2 separate regions of the Sus scrofa genome follow, and region 2 is linked to region 1. A link is a contact called in public Hi-C data. All regions are on one chromosome and are shown on one strand. Each heading gives the region's core, a stretch centred on a gene start, on an enhancer-like site or on the middle of the called end of the contact. The rest is flanking DNA. Distances are from core to core; before and after follow the strand shown. Region 1 holds the start of PEX6 (peroxisomal biogenesis factor 6). Region 2 overlaps PTK7 (inactive tyrosine-protein kinase 7).

The links. Hi-C and Micro-C count contacts between places; a contact is called where the count stands out from the background.
Region 2: a contact with region 1 is called in a Hi-C map of omental adipose tissue, with 2.5 times the contacts expected there. The contact joins the enhancer-like site here to the promoter of PEX6 in region 1. A contact is called at or near these places in 3 of 5 promoter capture datasets (fetal liver, fetal skeletal muscle and liver), 17 of 47 Hi-C or Micro-C datasets (alveolar macrophages, blood, brain and 10 more) and 2 of 2 datasets of contacts at active chromatin or transcription factors (alveolar macrophages and skeletal muscle).

Annotation. Positions count from the first base shown.
Region 1 is chr7:38,049,212-38,055,516 of Sscrofa11.1, forward strand. PEX6 (peroxisomal biogenesis factor 6) reads right to left here and starts at 3,145. Exons shown (of 17, transcript NM_001110426.1): 1 at 2,202-3,145; 2 at 609-739. The coding sequence starts at 3,083.
Region 2 is chr7:38,187,696-38,194,000 of Sscrofa11.1, forward strand. PTK7 (inactive tyrosine-protein kinase 7) reads left to right here. Exons shown (of 20, transcript XM_005666019.3): 11 at 397-546; 12 at 664-814; 13 at 912-1,039; 14 at 2,746-2,949; 15 at 3,691-3,846; 16 at 4,964-5,196; 17 at 6,257-6,305. Among named protein-coding and RNA genes, the nearest start is that of SRF, 22 kb to the right of the region's middle. Within about 2 kb of position 2,991, at least 12 of the 83 cell types and tissues checked have an H3K27ac peak or open chromatin away from gene starts, as enhancers often do. A contact at or near this core is called in omental adipose tissue, where this site is marked.

The sequences.
Region 1 (6,305 bases), core at 1,895-4,394:
GCATCTGTCACTGCCATGAGCTGTGCTGTAGGTTGCAGATCAGCTTGGATCTGGTGTAGCTATGGGTGTAGCATAGGCTGGGGGCTACAGCTCCGATTTGACCCCTGGCCTGGGAACCTCCATATACTGCAGATGTAAAAATACCAAAATAAAAAAATAAAATACAAGCAGAGGCTCTATGGTACCTGACCCCAAGGCTGGGGGTAGGAGGAAAGCAATGAGGGTGAGATGCCATCCTCCTGAAAGGGGGAAGCAGCTAACCTGGGTGTCTGAAAATGCCGGTAAAGAACATGGTCGTAATTTGTATTAGTGCTGTAGTGAGGAGAGGACACGATTTCGATGTGTAATTCTTTGGCAAACGGAGGCCCGGGCAGCACTGAGCAGCTTCCTTTGTTTTCAGGGGTGCTAGAACCCTCCAGGTACCTCTGTTAGAGAAATAACCACCACTTTATAACCTCCTTCCAAGTAGTCAAGCTCTGCCCAGCCTCTTAGCAACAGTATTTTACTTTCATCCTTTATACTTCCCGTAACCACAGGGCTTGTGGGAGAGGGGACCTACAGCAGAAGAGCCGAACACCTTTATCTTCTTTAGAAAACAGAAACCTCACCTTCTAATGAGCACCAGGAAGATTTCTGACTCCAGCTCCAAAACGTTCACCAGCAAAGATAACCAATCTGCGATGCCTTTATGCTGGCCCAGGGCCAGTGAAATGGTAAAGACTTTTAATTCCCACAAGTCCTTTGAGTGACATCAGGCAGCCACTGGGAATATTAATTGGACATGAGTGGGGACACTCTGAATCCAAGCTGTACTTAGCAGATCTGATCTGACTGAAGCTGAAAGGGTTGGGGCAGCTGAATGAGCGCCAGTGTGAGGTGCTCCAGTAGTCTTCCTCCATTCTGAGGGAAACCCGCACCTGCACTCACGCACACCTTCTATCTCTTCTTGACATTCCGTAGCACTAACTGCCTGGTCCGGCACTTCCGAACATAACTTTCTACAGTGATAGAAATGTTCTATAGTTACATGTGGTTATGGAGCACTTGATATGTGACTAAAATAACTGAAGAACTGAATTGGGGGGGGGCATGCTGATAGCATGTGGAAGTTCCTGGGCCAGGGATTGAACCCGTGCTGCAGCAGTGACCCAAGCCACTGCAGTGACAATGCCAGATCCTTAACCCACTGTGCCACAAGAGAACTCCAGAACTGAATTTTTAACTTTATTTAGTTTCAACCGATTTAAAGAACCACCAAGTGGCTAGTGGCTTCCCTACTGGACTGTGCAGGACTAAACCATAATCTAGGTGCTTAATGACACATCAGACAGTTCCTACTGTGGTGTGGTGGATTAAGAATCCAACTGCAGTGGCTCAGGTCGCTGCAGAGGCATGAGTTCAGGGATCTGGTGTTGCTACAGCTGCAGCTCAGATTCAGTCCCTGGCCTTCGAAATTCAATATGCCTAAAAAGACACACACACACCCCCAAAAAACAAAAAACCATTAGATTATATTTGTCCCCCTCAACACAACCATCTTCTTAAAAGTAAGCTCCTTAAAGGCAGAAAGCAAAAACTTCTCTTGGATATATTTCATAAAATATTAAAGTGAAATACTAAGCACTAAAGATAATAAAGGGCCCTTTCCTTCAAGGAATTTACAATATAAAATTGAGGACTAGACAGATTACATGATTATAAGAAGACAATAAAATAAATGCTCCCTGAAAGGTACAAAATGAAGAGGTAATGTTAAATTTGTTGTGGTGAGAGTATACGAGGCTTTGAGAAGGAGGTGGCATCTTTAGATGGGCCTTGAAGGAAAGGAAGGTAGGCTCTTAACAGAGGAGGCCAGAAGGCCAGGAAGGAACTTGAAGTCAAGGATAAGCACTGAGGTAGCATCCTCCACACTGCCCAGCACAATACTGGACACGCAGCAGCAAATGGACAAAAAAACTGATTCGATCTGTAATTTGACTGTGACTCTCACCTTTCACAGGAATAGTGAAGGCTCTTCCCATACACCACCAACATAATTGTAGAGAATGGATACATAAGCCTAGGAGGCATTAAGCAGAAAGTCCAAGATCTAGGGAGTAAGGAACCCAAATTCTATAGCTCTGGTCTTCCAGTTCAGCTAAAGACAAAGAAGGGGGGGATAAAGAAGAGAACGCATTCCTGACTTCAGTCCTGTATCCTACCTGAATTTTGAGCTCTCCCACTTCCAGGGGATCACAGCCGAGATTAAAAGCCAGAGTGGCAGGCACAAGGGCCAGTCCGTCAGCGAGGGGCTCTCCCAGCTGCCCAGAAACAGGTCCCAGTCTTTCAGAGAGGTCCCATCGAGGCTCTAGGACCTGCACCGTGGCCAGGTGTGGCTGGGAAGTGATCGATGACTCTCCGACCCGGGTCACCCATACCCATTCGCCTTGGAAAAGGCCGAGGCTACGGAGACAACTCCTGCTCACCCCCAGCGAGTTCCCAGTCCCTCCCAGAACTCCCCGGAGTCGCCGGACCGTGCCAGAAGCCGCGAAGGAGGACACCAAGGGTGGCGGTGGGGGCCGGCTGCTGTCCTCAGTCTCTGGACCCAGTTTGGCCCGCCCACGGAGCTCAGTCACAGCTAGCCGCGTTCCTGGGCCCAGCAGCCCTTGCAACGCCGGCCGCGTCTCCAGCACCCGCGGTCCCGGCACTGGCAGAGCCTCTCCGCGCCTCACCAGCAACGGCCCGACTCTCGGTCCGAGCCCAGTCCCTGACGAGGTGCCAAGCAGCGCCCAGCCCAGCGCTGGGGGCCGCCGCACCGGCCGCGCCCGCACCCAGGCCCCGGAGCCCAGGGCCAGGAGCTGCAGCAGAGCGCGGCTAACTAGCAGCTGCGGGGGGCCCGGCCCCTGCTCTTCGGTGCCTGTGCCTGGCCCCTCCAGGGCCGCCACGAGCAGCGCGGGCCCTGCCGGGCTCTCCCCTGCAGGCCGCAGCGCCAGCACCAGACCCAGCCCCGCCGCAGGCCAGGGGCCCTCGGGTGGCAGCAGCACCGCCAACGGGGGTGCCTCGGTCGGGAAGGGCTCCAGCACCCGCAGGACTGCCAGTGCCATGGTGACAAGAGACCAAAGAGCTCCACGGCGGAGCGCAGCTTCCGTAACCGGGAAGCCGGACGCCGGGGCAGCTCACACGCCGCTTCCGCTTCCGTCAGGGGAGGCGCGAGGGAAGTGGGCGAGGCGTAGGGCGCTAGAGCTGCTCAGAGAGGGTGGTGCCTTGGGCTGGTCTGGCTGATGTCTTGATGGCAGTAGCACAGTAATTGTGGTCGGGTAGTCTACGCACGCACCCTTTGAGGTGTGTTTACAGGGATTTACCTTCCACGCCTGCTTGGGGAGTAACGTCCTGTCAATTACCCTGCCGCAGAGCATGTACTTAGCAGTTTATTGATTGATCAATGAAAGGTCAGCATGCCCTGGACTAAACTCCTGCCCGCGTCTGGGAGCTGTAGGTAGAGTGTTTAGGCAGGAGTTCACTCTGTGGCACTGTTGGCACTGAGGTTTGGGGGTTGTGGGGAAGGTTGCAGGAGGGAGCAGTCAGATTATAAAACTGTCTTGGATGTGCTCATGGATATGGAGTGGCTGCTGGCTGAATTACTGCATATGATTCATGTAGCCCTGGAGTGCTTGGTGCTGCCACACCTGTTCCAACACATCCTACACAAAACCCACGTTCCAGTGTTTCTTGTCCTGTTTGTTCTATTCCCATCAAACCTGAGGCAAAGACAAAGGAGCTTTACTTTTTCATCTTTCCAAAACCAGTTGCTCGCCCCCCCCACCAATCCTACCTGACTAGAGATCCATTAGAGACGGGTGGGCAGCAGAGGAGGCAGAAGAGAGGGGTTCAAGGCTTCAGTCATGAGTACTAACCCAACATCTGTGCTGTTACTTAGAATCCATCCTTGGCTCCACCTCCACTGCTCCGTATAAGTGTCCTGTGCACTTGGACACTGACTGGCCATACTTCCAGTTAGTAACAACATACTTGCATTTAGAATGATTGGGTTGGTTGGTGGCAATGTACTTTCTGGACCTTGCATTTTGCATTCTCTACCAGCTACTACCCAACTTTCTCCTTTCCTGCATTTTTTTTTTCTTTTCTTTTTAGGGCCACACACATAGCAGCATATGGAAGTTCTAAGGCTAGGGGTCAAATCGGAGCTCTAGCTGCTGACCTATGCCACAGCAACGTGGGATCTGAGCCACATCTGTGGCCTATACCACAGCTCATGGCAATGCCGGATCCCTGACCCACTGAGCGAGGCCAGAGATCAAACCTGCATCCTCATGGATACTAATTGGATTAGTTTCTGCTGCACCATAATGGGAACTCCTCCTTTCCTACATCTTTTTAAAATTTTTTTGTCTTTTTAGGGCCATACCCGCAGCACATGGAGATTCTCAGGCTAGGGGTCGAATCGGAGCTGTGGCCACCAGCCTACACCATGGCCTCAGCAACACCAGATCCAAGCCTTGTCTGCAACCTACACCACAGTTCACGGCAACACCAGATCCTTAACTCCCTGAGCAAGGCCAGGGATTGAACCCTCATCCTCAAGGATACTAGTCAGATTTGTTACCGCTGAGCCACAACAGGAACTCCATTCTTTCTTACATCTTGAAGCAGTCTTCTACCTTGTACATTCTGCATTGCTGAGAATTTTCTGAAAACCTGAAAGGGTGACTATTAGGTTTACATGTTATAAGATATTTTTATCCCTAGAGAGATAAGAAAATACTTTTTTAAGTGTTTGATTATAGTTCCTGGAGGTTACCTCTAGTCCTAAACCTGAAAATGCCTAGTTCCACATCTTCAAAACAGCATGCAAGAATGTACTAGGTATCTGAATTCACAAGGATAAAAGTTTCCATTTGGTAGTTCCTGCCACTTAGAGGGACCAAGGACTGGGAGGATTGGGGTGGGGGGAGTCCAAAGAGGATATGCCTGCTTTACATGGCAGCAGGAAAGCTCCAGGCCTTGGGGCTGTGGTGCTCCTTGAGACCTTAGGAGTGGGTAAATACATCTGGTGTCCTGCCTGGGTCAGCACCCATACAGACACAAATATCCACCCAAAAATAAACATCCTTTCCTCCCAAGCTTTTCCCCTAGCAAATAATGGTTAGCATGCCATCCACTCTTTATTACCTTGCAATTGTCATTAGTCACTGAAAGCCAAATATTACTCCCATACAGAAGATAGTCAGAAGCCTAGATGTGTTGTTTTTACTTCCATCTCCTGTTCAGTCTTCAACCCCCTATAACCTTCTGCTCTTCTGAAATTTTCCTGCGGAGATCGCCTATAACCTTTTAATGGCGGGTTGATGCCATTTGATCTTGATCTTACTCAAACTTTCTTTGGAATCTGACACTATTGACCAAGCCTCTTACACTTCCTTTGCTATTATGACACCAGTTTTCCTCCTACATCTCTGATGGCTTCCAGAAGTCATCCTCAATGCCTCCCTTTCCCATACGGTCCTCCCCACAATCCAATGAATCACTAAATCCTGTTGATACTACACATTTCCCAATTCTGTTCTTCCTTCTCCAAGCCAATGGCCACCACCTTATAACACTGTTCTCCTGAGCAAGGACCACAGGCTTGAACTTTCTCCAGTTTCTTCACTTAGCCAATCTGCTACTGGAGCTGACTTTCTAAAACATATTCCTCCAGCTACCTTTAGGTTTGTATGATTTTTAACATTTTATTTTAATCATCTGTGTATACACCACTGTCAGCTGCACCAGACTGAATTCCTTGAGGGCAGGAACTGATCTTATCTATTAGGACACTGGCTTCGGCAGGGTGGGAAGTGAGGGATGTGTTTCCCCACTCAACAGTGAAGTAGCACTTCCACTGCGTTCCCACGTGCTCAGGTCTAGCAGGTCCCACAACCTCAGGACATATGCAGTAGGAACCGGGATCCTCTTTCCAAAGTTGAAACAAACCCAGGATTCTCATCTTATTTCACCTCGGTCCCGGCCTTCCAGGCTTTCCCTTTGATCCTCCTCAAGCCGTCTAGGAAACAGGAAACGGATGCCCACGAAAACTCCTGGGAGCTTTCTACAAATTTTGCATAGGCAATTAATGCTACGTTACTCAGATGAAAAAAGGTACCCTTCATTTTAGGGCTTCTTTCCCTCAATTCGGACCGGGCGGAGTAGCAGTGGGGAAAGAATAAGAACCACTTTAGAAGGGAACGAGTTGAGAAGAAGGGCCGAGGCTGACGCACAGGAGACGCCAGAGTGCGGCACTGGGTACTAAGCTTGGGCTTCCCCTG
Region 2 (6,305 bases), core at 1,741-4,240, 140 kb after region 1:
TAAGAATTGGGCGTTGCCATGAGCTGTGGTGTAGGTGGCAGACACGGCTCAGATCTGGCGTTGCCGTGGCTGTGGCGTGGGCTGGCAGCTGCAGCTCCAATTCAACCTCCAGCCTGGGAACTTCCATATGTCGCAGGTGCAACCCTTAAAACAAACAAACAAACAAAACCAGTTTGGTGGAAGTGGTGTGTTATACGGGGCAGTAGAAGGCGATGAGGCTGAAAAATTAGGAGTGAGTCATGGGGACTCCCAAGGCCTGGTGCGGGAGTTTGGACCTTGTGTGTGGGTAGCTAGGAGCAGTGGCTTGCTTTTCAGCAGAGTTAAGTGATTGAAGGCCTTCCTGGCCACCCGTGGAACCCTGGTCCCTCCCATCACTTCCCTGTGTTGCCCCTACAGATGGGAGCAGCCTCCCAGAGTGGGTGACAGACAACGCCGGGACCTTGCACTTCTCCAGGGTGACCCGCGATGACGCCGGCAACTACACTTGCATCGCCTCCAATGGGCTGCAGGGCCAGATCCGTGCCCACGTCCAGCTCACTGTGGCAGGTGCGGCCATGTAGGGTGCTGGGGCCAGGGCTGGCGGGCCCCTTGGGGCAGCAGCCTGCAGCTTGCCAGCCCCATTGCTCACTGCCCTCTGCCCCTCGCGGGCTCTTTCCCATCCAGTGTTCATCACCTTCAAGGTGGAGCCAGAGCGCACGACCGTGTACCAGGGCCACACGGCCTTGCTTCGGTGCGAGGCCCAGGGGGACCCCAAGCCGCTCATTCAGTGGAAGGGCAAAGACCGCATCCTGGACCCCACCAAGCTGGGACCCAGGTAAGCTGTCTCCTTCCCACACTTATCCCATGTCTCCTGCAGCCCAGTCTCCTGGGAACTGCCCAAGCGAGCAATACTGGGGCTTCTCTCCTGGCAGGATGCACATCTTCCAGAACGGTTCCCTGGTGATCCATGATGTGGCCCCTGAGGACTCGGGCCGCTACACCTGCATCGCAGGCAACAGCTGCAACATCAAGCACACGGAGGCCCCCCTCTACGTCGTGGGTATGGACCCTGGAGGGGTAGTGGGGCCAGGCTTCTTTCTCATCCTTGTACTCCTCGGTCCCCTGTGCACAGAAGGCACTGAAACCATTTTGGCAGCAGGAACAGAGATTTGGCTGTGTCCCCTCCTTGCTTAGACTTGAGCTGCTACTTAAACGCTGCACATCAGGGATGTGTGTTCCTGTTGCAAGAAGGAGGTGCTCTTGTCCTAAAATGCCTCCTAGTCCCCTCACCCCGCCTCCAGGCAGGCGGGGAAGGATCAGGGCAGCGTCCACCAGCACAAGGTTCCTTTGTGCCAGAGCCCAGAGGGGATGGATGTCAGGTGGAAAGCCCTGGGTCAGGGACCCGGGGTTTGGGTCTGGCCTCTCCTGCCATCCAGTTCTAGGCCCTGGCAGGGATTCCTTCCCCTCCAGGAGCTTGTTTCTCTGTCTGTAAGGTGGCAGTGGTTTAAATGGGAGGTTCTGCTTATTTTATTTTATTTTATTTCATTTCATTTCATTTTTTTTTGCTTTCTAGGGCTGCACCCTCGGCATATGGAAGTTCCCAGGTTAGGGGCTGAATCAGAGCTACAGCTGCTGGCCTACACCACAGCCACAGCAACACAAGATCCGAGCCTCATCTGCGACCTACACTGCCACTCATGACAACGCTGGATCCTTAACCCAATGAGCAAGGCCAGGGATCGAACCCTCATCCTCGTGGATCCTAGTCAGGTTCATTCCTGCTGAGCCACGACAGGCACGCTTGGAGGTTCTACTTATAATGAGTACTGTGCAGCGACAGCCTCCTTGGTTGAAACCACTGAGTGTGTGTGACAGTTGGGGGGATGCTGCTCTGGCCTCCTCCTTGAGCCTTTCTCCCTCTTGGCACCTCTTTCTCCCTGGGACCTTTGACCCCTGAAAACCCCTAAACCAGAAGATCCCTTCTTAAAGAAACTGCTCTGTGCTGGGTGCTGGCTGGGATTCTAGACCAGAAGTTCCTTGGAGTTCCCTGGTAGCTCAAAAGGCTAAGGGTCTGGCGTTGTCACTGCTGTGGCTCGGGTTCAGTGCCTGGCCTGGGAACTTCTGCATGCTGTGGGCTCAGCAAACAAACAAACAAACAAACCAGAAATTCCCAGATGTAGCTCCTCCAGACTGACAGTATCAAGTCACTTAGAAACCTCATTAACAAACAGTGTGGGAGTTCCCATTGTGGCGCAGCAGAAATGAATCCAGCTAGTATCCATGAAGATGCGGATCTCGATCAGTGGGTCAGGGATCCGGCATTGCTATGAGCTGTGGTGTAGGTCTCAGATGAGGCTCGGATCTGGCGTTGCTATGGCTGTGGCGTAGGCCAGCAGCTGCACCTCCAATTGGACCCGTAGCCTGGAAATTTCCGTATGCCCTGGGTGTGGCCCTTAAAAAAAAAAAGGGGTGGGTTTGTGGTGGTGCGGACAGGTGTTTTCTCATGCGTGTTCTCAGTTGCATGCCTAGCCAGCTTGGGGATCACTGGCCTCACTCAACTCTTGCAGAGTTCCTTCCGGCCTCAGTGGGCCCGGAGGACCTGGCCCTGGTTGAAGCCAGTGATGGTGGTGACCCTCCGGGAGTGGTCAGGCCCTCAAGTGTCTGAGAGTTTGTCGTGGGGGTGGGGTGGGGTTGGGGCTCTGGAAGAGAAGTGGGGCTGGGTTTGCCTCAGCGGCCCCTGCTCACCCCTGTCTGTGTGTGTCTCAGACAAGCCAGTGCCTGAGGAGTCAGAGGGCCCAGGCAGCCCTCCCCCGTACAAGATGATCCAGACCATCGGGCTGTCGGTGGGCGCCGCTGTGGCCTACATCATTGCCGTGCTGGGCCTCATGTTCTACTGCAAGAAGCGCTGCAAGGCCAAGCGGCTTCAGAAGCAGCCCGAGGGCGAGGAGCCGGAGATGGAGTGCCTCAACGGTGAGGGGCCCTGGGAGGGAGGCCCGGTCTGCGCACGGGTGCTGAGCGCCCCCGCGTGGCCGCGGAGGAGAGCGCTGCGGCGCTGAGAGCTGGAGCCAGGGCAGAGCTGCAATCCCCCAACCGCCGCAGGAAACCTGATTCCCAGGGCCTGGGCTTCTGATCAACCTGGCTCAAGTCTCCCTCATTGGAGCCTCTTGGGCCAGGCTCCTGGTTTCCCTGTCTTCTCAGCACTAAACCACAGACGTAATTGAAGTATTATATGGTATTCATGCCGCTTTGCACATCTTGTACCTCCCCACATCCCCATTAGTCTTAGAGTTCCCCCAAGGGCCATCTATCTGCCTGTTCCCCCCCTGCTCCCCTCTCTCTCCTCCGACTGGAGCCCCCCGGGACATTGCTGGTCTCCCCCACCAGTTTAGGAGTTCAGGAGCAGAGCCTGGGTCTCCCTTGTTGTGGTTTTCCCTTTGTGCCTGTTTAGAGCTTTGCACATGGGAGATCCTAGGAAAACAAAATCCACATGGTGTCCAGAGACCAGTACTCAGATGAGACTTGTGCGAAGGTTGTCATCCTAAGGGATGCCTGTCTCCGCATCAGTTCGTCGGTTAGACTGTGTGTCGGTTTTGCGTGAACACCAGAATCGGACCCCTTTGGTGGAAGCACTGGACTATGGGAAAGAGCTGCGGTCCCCGTGGTGGCCAGTGTCAGGTCTCATCCTGACTCCCCCCTGCCCCTTTTTCCCAGGCGGACCTTTGCAGAATGGACAGCCCTCAGCAGAGATCCAAGAAGAAGTAGCCTTGACCAGCTTGGGCTCCGGCTCTGCAGCTGCCAACAAACGCCATAGCACAAGTGACAAGATGCACTTCCCTCGGGCCAGCCTGCAGCCCATCACCACACTGGGTATGTGGCCTTGGCCACCGTCACCCCAAGCTCCGGTTGTTTTTTTGTTGTTGTTGTTTTCTTTTTCGTTTCAGGACTTTACTGGCAGCATGTGGAAGTTCCCAGGATAGGGATTGAATTGGAGCTACAGCTGCCAGCCTACCACAGCCACAGCAATGGGGGATCCTTAATCCACGGAGTGAGGCCAAGGATCGAACCTGCATCCTCACAGACACTCTGTTGGGTTCTTAACCCACTGAGCCATAACGGCCACTCCTGGTTCTGTCTTGAGGCTACATTAGCCCTGGCGGCTCTGGAGTCCTTTGAAGCCTCGAGCCTTAGAACAGGAGGGGAGCATCTCGGAGGCCTGGTCTGGCGTGTCCCCATGCCCACATACCACCTCCACAGATTTTGTCATCCCCATGTATTGTTTAGATTGACTCCCCCTCACCTCAGAAAAGAAATTTAATTAAAGTTTTCTTTAGATTGACTCCCCCTCACTTTGGAAAAGAAATTTAACTAAAGTTAGCTTTGTTCTAGGAAAAACTGTGAGACGTCACAAATGTGTGCTAGTTACATTTCTCTAAGCATAGGTTAAAACATGGAACCGAGGAGTTTCTGTCGTGGCTCAGTGGTTAAAGAACCTGACAAGCATCCATGAAGACTCAGATTCAATCCCTGGCCTCACTCAGTGGATTAAGAATCTGGCATTACCGTGAGCTGTGGTGTAGGTCACAGACACAGCTCAGATCCCTCGTTGCTGTGGCTGTGGCATACGCCGGTAGCTACAGTTCCAATTGGACCCTTAGCCTGGGAATCTTCATATGCCGCAGGTGCAGCCCTAAACAGACCAAAAAAAAAAAAAGGAACTGAGACTTATTTACCATGAGCCACTTAAAATTCTCATAGAAACTACCCACTGAAAAATACTATTAATCTAACCCCGTCATTTCCCCATCAGAGACTCAGAAGCTCAGGATGGAAGCAGGAGTGGCTGCTCAGGGTCACACCCTGAGGCCACTGCCCCGTCCAGGTGGCAGTGTGGGGGAGCGGCAGAGACTCCCTACTGTGTGACACAGGCCGGGTACCTCTGCACATCAGGTGAAGGCCGTTGGCCGACTGAGACCTGTGCCCGCAGGGAAAAGCGAGTTTGGGGAGGTGTTCCTGGCGAAGGCGCAGGGCTTGGAGGAGGGGGTGGCAGAGACCCTGGTGCTTGTGAAGAGCCTGCAGAGCCGGGACGAGCAGCAGCAGCTGGACTTCCGGAGAGAGCTGGAGATGTTCGGGAAGCTGAGCCACCCCAATGTGGTGCGGCTCCTGGGGCTGTGCCGGGAGGCCGAGCCCCACTACATGGTGCTGGAGTACGTGGACCTGGTATGCTGTTGGCAGGGGCCCTGGGAGTCTCGGGCAGGGCTGTGCTCTGACCTGGGAGGTGGGGGACACCATGGGAACCTCGTCTCAGGTGGTCTCAGCTGAGACCTTGGGCCGCCTGCTGTCCCCCCAGCTCTCCGACACCCTCGTTCCTGTCTGGCAGCCCCGGTCTGGGGGTGGGTCTCAGGCTCTTCTGGCGTCTTCCTCTGCCCACTGCATGGATGGCTTCCAGGTCCTCTTCTCTGACTCTAGTTTTCTTTGGCTTGTCATTTTTCTTCCCAGGGCTTGTCAGCTCTGGAGAAGAGACTTATCTAGAACCTGGCTTTCCTTTTTGCCCAGCAGCCTGTACCATTTGAGGGACAGTGTTAGCCCAGCCACCAGCCTCCCCCCATCCCCCATTTGTCATGGTACCCAGACCTGCCCCTCGTGCCTCGTTCCTGGGCCATCTGGACCTAATCCCCTTGGTCCTCCAGCCGCTGCTCATCACACCCCCAGCGCAGGGGCAGGAAGGGGGCGGAGCAGTGCAAGTGCTTTTGAGTGCTCTGTGCATGGTTCTGCCTGGTGGCCCCTCGTTTTTTTTTCTGTTAGATAATCAACCCCTGGAGGCTGATTATCTAATAGAGGACAGAGCTTTCCTGTCTGGGGTCCGTGAAGACCCTGTGGAAACAGGATCGGGGGCTTCCTCACCCATATGTATATTTTTTTTCTTTTTTCCTTTTTGGCTGCCCCACGGCATATGGAGTTCCCGGGCCAGGGATCAGATCTGAGCCACAGTTGCGACCTACGCCACAGCTGGGGCAACACCAGATCCCTAACCCTCTGTGCCACGCCGCTGTGCCCGGCACTGCAGAGATGCTGCCGATGCCATTGTGCCACAGCAGGACCTCCATCTATGTGTTTTGAACTCCACCTGGACTTTCCCCACGAGGGACTGGGCTGGGCTGGGGGTTCAGGTCAGGGCTCCTCATCACCCCCACGGCAGGCATCCTGGGAGCATCTGCTGTTTTGATGCTTTGATGATCGCCGGGCTCTGACCTAACAGAGGTGCTTGGCTTTTCCTCAGGGAGACCTCAAACAGTTCCTGAGGATTTCCAAGAGCAAGGATGAAAAAT